Linked DNA regions of Gossypium hirsutum: region 1 is linked to region 2. Evidence: chromatin contacts called from public Hi-C data. All regions are on one chromosome and are shown on one strand. Each heading gives the region's core, a stretch centred on a gene start, on an enhancer-like site or on the middle of the called end of the contact. The rest is flanking DNA. Distances are from core to core; before and after follow the strand shown.

What was found. A called contact is a pair of places that touch in the nucleus more often than the background predicts.
Region 1: a Hi-C map of leaf shows a contact between it and region 2, with 2.5 times the contacts expected there. The contact joins the promoter of LOC107900691 here to the promoter of LOC107900705 in region 2. A contact is called at or near these places in 2 of 34 Hi-C or Micro-C datasets (both in leaf).

What each region holds. Positions count from the first base shown.
Region 1 is chrD08:54,920,219-54,923,590 of Gossypium_hirsutum_v2.1, reverse strand. It overlaps LOC107900691 (arabinosyltransferase XEG113), which reads right to left and starts at 1,879. Exons shown (of 13, transcript XM_016826373.2): 1 at 1,445-1,879; 2 at 829-1,098; 3 at 550-755; 4 at 91-196. The coding sequence starts at 1,637.
Region 2 is chrD08:54,388,827-54,392,147 of Gossypium_hirsutum_v2.1, reverse strand. It overlaps LOC107900705 (E3 ubiquitin-protein ligase MBR1), which reads left to right and starts at 1,926. Exons shown (of 5, transcript XM_016826399.2): 1 at 1,926-3,185. The coding sequence starts at 2,364. It overlaps LOC107900703 (rop guanine nucleotide exchange factor 14), which reads left to right. Exons shown (of 10, transcript XM_041098412.1): 5 at 1-47; 6 at 135-209; 7 at 300-569; 8 at 855-1,202; 9 at 1,326-1,538; 10 at 1,541-1,768. The coding sequence ends at 1,666.

The DNA.
Region 1 (3,372 bases), core at 630-3,129, 530 kb before region 2:
ACAACCTTTCTACTCTCTTCTCCTAGAAAAGAAGAGGGCAGGTCTCCAGTAACAATACTACTCTGGGCCACAACTTGAAACATTTTTTACCTTGTTTCCAATCAGCCAATCTGTCATCAACAACTGTTGGCACAACTTGGTCGCTTGAAGTTAAGATATCAGCATCAGGGTACTGAGCAAGATATGGAAGCGGATCCTGTGGAAAGGGGCAAGCCACATCAAGTATGACTTTAATGTATATCTTCTGAAGTGACCATTAAGGATCATGATTTAAAATATAAAGAAATGATGACAGCAGAGTAAGAAGCATTACACAAGCCAATAAAAGTACACACAAAGCAAATGCAACCGCCAGGAAAAACTAGTATTTCTCACTGAAATTTTATTTCTTATAGAATCAGAGAAATCCATATTCTTCCACAGTATGATAGCATTGTAATAAAATAAAACTTATCCAATTTAAGGGAAGAAAAAGTGAAACAATCAAACTATAGCTTAGTGTCATGTAAACAACAAAGAAAAACTTGATCTGGATTGGAAAGGGAGTACCTTGAGCCACACCATGTCTGTATCACACATCAATAGCTCATAACCAAAAGGAAGTATAGCATTTATAAGTAATACTTTCTCTCTCCCCATTTTATGAAATGTAGGAGAGCCCCATCCAACATCTATTGTGCTCATATCGCTGCCCATATCAAATACTGGAACACCTTCCCAATACAAAGCCTCCAACAGTTTGGTGTCCATAGCACCTAAATCACAACGATTCCAATTCATTGTCCACTTTTAAGCACAGTTAACTGCAGGAAGATTTTAACAACTTACCAACAAGAAGATTAGAAACATCAAGATCCGTCAAGTGTTTAACCCAAGTCAAGATGAAATCCATAAACGCAAAGTTGCCAAAGGTGACAATAATGACATTGTCTTTCGCCCTTTCTCCAACCAGTTCTTTTGTTAATTTAAAGGACTCCAAAGGTGGCATTTTCGAATTACTAGGCGGAGCCTCCCATATAGTTTTCAACTGGTTGCTACCAGGTTGTGATGCTTTGTCTGTTGGTTGAGAAATGTTGTTACTGAAATTAGAACCACCATCTACCATTTGAGGACATCAGTTAATAAAATCATGTAATTGACTAATGGTAAAGCAAATGCTAAAAGAGTGAAGTTGATGTACTGAACAGAACATCATAATAAAGGGTATCAAAGAAAGTCTTCAAAATTGCAACATAATTCCATAAAAGAAGCTAGGGGAAGAAAGGGTCTAACATACAAACAAAAAGTCAAACTAACAAAAACCCATTAGCAATATTCCATTTTGATTAGGATCCAATAACGAAAACAATGTTTACTCAGTTGTTCTAATAACATATGATATGCCATTTGCACATACATAGAAGCTTAAATTAAAAAACAAAAGAAAAAAGAACAAGGAGCGTACTTTGGGAGAGAGGAGGGGAGGAAAGCCAAGAAGTAGAGATAGACTGGGTGCTGGTGGAAGCGGATGGAGAGTAAATGGCGGAGAACACATAAAAAGAAGTCGCCACTATCCCCACGATAATGGTGGTGTATATCGTCAGAAACAGAGGTTTAGAAGCAGCAGCCTCTTGAACTGCGTTTCTCCATCCCCCCATCTTTGCTGTGGGTTCCAACTTGATCTCTTTTTGGCGTTGAATTTTTTCAGGATGAAAATGCGAAACAAAGGAAAGGGGGTTTCGATTATAGTAGTCCGGACTCCATGTTTAATTTAGGAGTTTTCAGATCAAATTCAATAGCTGTAGCAACTTGTTATGTAAGAGCTGTAGGCTATAGCTTGGTCAACTTTCCCAGCCCCTTGTCTTTTATTTATATCACAAATCAGCTATTATTTTAGAATTTACCATGTGGCAAGCTGGCATAGGGACTATTATAAAATTTACAACAACATAGAAGAGAATAGATTTCTATTGAGTCATACACAAAATGGCAAGCGATAAGTGGTTTTAAGATCAGGGTGTCTGGTGCAGAGCAGAGCTTGGTGATGGACAACATTTCAGAATCTTGTCCGAATTTTGTGGGATTATGGCTTGGTTTTTACTTGGAAAACATTTTACAATCCCTTCATTTGATACATGTTTTAGTCAATGCAATATTTCATTTTGCTTACAAAATAACAAATATTTCACTAGAGTGAAAACCCCCTCGGTTCACACTCGGGGATTTTCAAGAAATTTTTAATTAATCTACGTAAAATTAAATTTTATTTGTAAAAGTAAAGGGGAATAAAAAGTTGGAAAGGTGATATAATTGGTAGATTAGAAAAATTAAAGGAAAGTTCATCTTAGCATATAAAACAAACCATTCTAAATATTTTACAACACCAAAAAAATTCATTCTAAATTTGAATAAGAGGAGGTGAGAAATGAGAGATGTAACTATGCATATTTAAGTAAAAATACCATAATAATTTCTATATTGCATTTTTTTCTTCGAGTAAAAAAAATAAGTAAACTGATCTTTCTGCGCACATGTGAAAAAGAAATTATTTAAAAGTGTTAGGATATTATGATATGATATTATCTCTTAGCAATTTGATTCATAATGGATATTATAGGATATTATCTTTTAGCAATTTGATTCCTACGTAACTACTACTGTATAGATATATATATCCTTAAGGTCTATCAATAAAATTCAAGTGGCATCTGAACAAGGTTTTTGACACAATTTTTTTTTCTTTCATCATTCTAAATGCCTGGCGGCGAGTCTGCTCCTCCTCCATCACCACCAAGGAGGGCGACACTTCCTGGTTTTACCGTTGAGCAATAGTAGTCTCTTTTAGCGGTGTTTGGTAATAAACAATCAACTTCCACTCGGTTGAATGGTAAGTTCAATAATAATTGGATTATTGATACGGGGTGTTCAAATCATGTTACGAGTGATCTTATGTGTTTGACGAATGTGAGAGATGCTGTAGCATGTTCCATAGGACTCTCTGATGGCCAAACAATGGTGGCTACCCAAGAAGGAATGGTTAAATTGAGGAAAAAATTCAATTAAAACACGTTCTTTACATTCCTAAATTAAACTGTAATTTAATTTTGGTTTCCCAGTTGAATGATGATATGAACTGTTTTGTCCAATCTTCTACTATCATATATGCTATTCACCTTCATTCGAGGGAGCTGATTGGAACGGGTGAGAGACGAGATGGACTTTACTACTTCCGACATGTTTCGATGGTCAAAGTGGTTTCAATTGAAGCTTCATCCTCTTTGGAACTTTGGCATAGAAGATTGGGTCACCCTTCCGAGAAAGTAGTAAAATTACTTCCTTATGTTAGTAACTCTAGAGATAATCTAAATAAAGCATGTTAAATTTGTCATCGTG
Region 2 (3,321 bases), core at 677-3,176:
AGTTAGTGCCTGCTAAGCAAAATGGTGCAAATGGCAGGACTATGGAGGTACTCTTGCGTTTGTTGGGTCCCTATTAAATTGACGATGACCATTTTGCAATGTCATGAGATTTATGTCAATTCTATTTTGAGCAGATAATGACACCAAAAGCCCGTGCGGACATTCACATGAATCTCCCAGCACTTCAGAAGTTGGACTCTATGCTTATTGTAGGCAATCTCTTTACTCTTCCTAATAACTTGTATACTCTAATGAACACATCGCCCACATTTACCAGATTAAATTTTGTAAATTGTCAGGAAACTCTGGAGTCAATGGTGAATGCTCAGTTTTATTATGCAGAAGTTGGAAGCCGGGCAGAAGGAAGAAACAAGAGTGCAAGGGAGAGCAAGAGGTGGTGGCTTCCATTGCCACAAGTACCAAAAACTGGGCTCTCAGATACCGAAAGGCAGAAGTTGCAATGTAAAGGCAAGGTGGTATATCAAGTATTCAAGGCTGCAGCATCGATTAATGAAAATGTTTTGCTTGAAATACCTCTTCCATCCATTATTAGGGATGCTCTTCCCAAGGTGAGCAAGCTCACTGCCTCCAGGGCAGTCGACTTTAAATATTGGACCCTTTAATAGTTTTTATGATGATATGTATTTTAGTACTAAAATGTTACTCGACATGTTTAAAAAGGAAATATAGAAATGGAATCTGGATATTTTAGTTGGAACCAGCTGACGTTAATCTACTTTAAAATCTTATGGTATCTGATAAATTTGAATGATGAGAGTAAATTCCAGGTTAAAGTTTTACAAGATGTTTGTATTGCATTTATGGCAACTGAATCTCTTTCCTTATGTTTACAGTCTGGGAAGGCAAGCCTTGGTGACGACCTGTACAAGGTTTTGACTCTGGAGTCCACCTCGGTTGATGAAATGTTCATTTCGCTAAATTTAAAGTCTGAAAACAATGCTCTCGAGGTCATTAATAGGTTGGAAGCTGCTGTATTTGCATGGAAAGGGCGACTTACAGAACAAGCTAGTGGTAAATCGCCAGTGCGAAAATCATGGTCCTTTATTAAGGATCCTATATCTGAAATGGATAAGATGGAGCTACTAGTGGACTGTGCTGAAGCACTTTTACATCAGATAAAGAGTGCATACCCAAACCTTCCTCAAACATTTCTTGATGCTTCAAAAATTCAATATGGCAAGGTAAGTAGTTGGTGTTTAAAGTGAAGCTTATTTTATTCTGCATTGTATCTTTCACTATTGAATCAATATTATGTTGTAGTATATTAATAATTGCGATGAATTACACTTTGAATTGGTGCACAGGATGTTGGACATTCCATTCTGGAAGCATATTCACGAGTCCTAAAGAACTTGGCTTTCAGCATAATGTGCAGGATGGGAGAAATTCTACAAGAAGATTGTTTGTGTAACCCAAATTCAGGGGTGGCAACATGGTGCTTTCCTGGAATAAATGTGGGAAATCCAAGGCACTCTCACTCACTCAGTGATGTTATGAGCAAAGTAGAGGGAAGTACTGCGAATCCGATACGGATGGGGAGTTGTACAGTGATGCAAGTATAAATGCAACACCAAGTACAAGTAGGAGCCGTCGAGTTTGGTGTATTGGGAAAGAGGCATGTAGTAGTATAGGAGTGTCTCCTTGATAATAAAAAAAAATCAAAAAGATGATGGAAATTTGATTTTCAACACTGCTTTTGTATATCATTGTTAAGCTTAATTAATTAATAAAAGCCATAAAAGAATCATATACTTGCTAGTACCGGAAACTTACATATGGATTCCAAATGTGTCGACTGTTAATATCAACTTATTGGGTCTGTATAGGCCCAATTAATTCATTATTGGATTGATTGGGCCCGTTTTATATTTTTAATATGGCAATAATTGAAATTTCACCGGTTTTGGTCATAGAAAGAGTAAGTGAACCGGACCTATAATGGGTGTGGAGCAGTTGTAGTGTTGGTACACTAAAGTCAGCCGTGGTCTGAGGCTGTTGCTTGTGGATCCGCATTCCACATGCGCCTGAGCAAAGCAGAGCAGAGATGGGATTTAAAATTAATAATAATAAAAAAGAAAATAAGCCCCAAGAAGAGGCAGAGGAGGCGGCATTAATCAAAAAAGGCATTTTCACCTCTAAGAAACACTGTTTTCAAGACGTAACCATCGTTGAGATCTGAAGACATGAGTTAGTAATACATCACTTTTAATCACTCCGCCCCCTAAATAATAAGGTTGGAGTGCCTTCCAAGCACAACTTCCAAATGCCAATTACGTCATCGACGCTGGTTTTCCCTTTTTTTCTTGTTGGGTTTAGGGTGAAACTTAAGTGAAACCACTCAGATGGGATCCGGTGGGAGCAAGGGTTGTTGTAGAGTAGGAGGAGGAGGAAGAGACACTGCACCTGCTGCTTCCTCGTCTAGCAGCGGTGGGCTGAGGGGAAGATCCAAGGTTAAGAATAGAGTTTTCCGGTCCTCTTGTTTGGGAGCGTTATCTAGATCTGCTTCTCCTAAACCCAACTTTGATCACCGGAAACAACCTGCGTCGGAATCGGATCTGGTGAAAAGAGAAAGTAACAGAAAGGTTGAAGGCGAAGCGGCATCTAATGAGGAAATGCAATTGCCATTGCCAACCCCATGCATATCTTCCGGTGGTAGCACCTCTGGTGCAGCTGTAACAGCTGCTCATCGCTCTCCTTCTCGCTGCCTCTCCGGCATTAGCTTCCTTCCTGGTAATTTGAGCTTCCGGTTCAGCAGAGCTAATAGCATGGGGTCCTCCGCGGAGATGTTGAACCCTGATGACGATTCTGAGACACTTGAACCTCAACAACCTCCCCGCAATTCTTGTTCTCCGATTATCTTCAATGATTCAGATGGAAGTGGAGAGACTCTCGAAAGCAACGCTCGTTTTAGCAGAGCCTTAAGTGTTGGAAGGCTTCGTGATCGTGTTCTTGGTAGAGCTCCCACATTCTGCCCTTTGCAGCAAGACATACAAATTACTCAGCAGCAATTAGCTACCTCTCCATCCACCACTGCTTCCGCTCATGCTTCCTCCGTTATTTCCCACGATGAAATTGAAACTTCTCGATCCAGAGAAGCCCGGTATCATGATTTGCTCCACCATAGATCCAATTTCCTTGAAAGGCGGAGAAGAATACGATCTCAGGTTTATAATCTTGTTGGACCCATCGCCTTATTCTCCACGCTTTTTAATTTAATTTAATGCCTGGTGGTTACTGAACGACGTTGATAGTAACTCTACTTTTTTCATTAACAATTAGAATCAGAACAAATATTTAGGT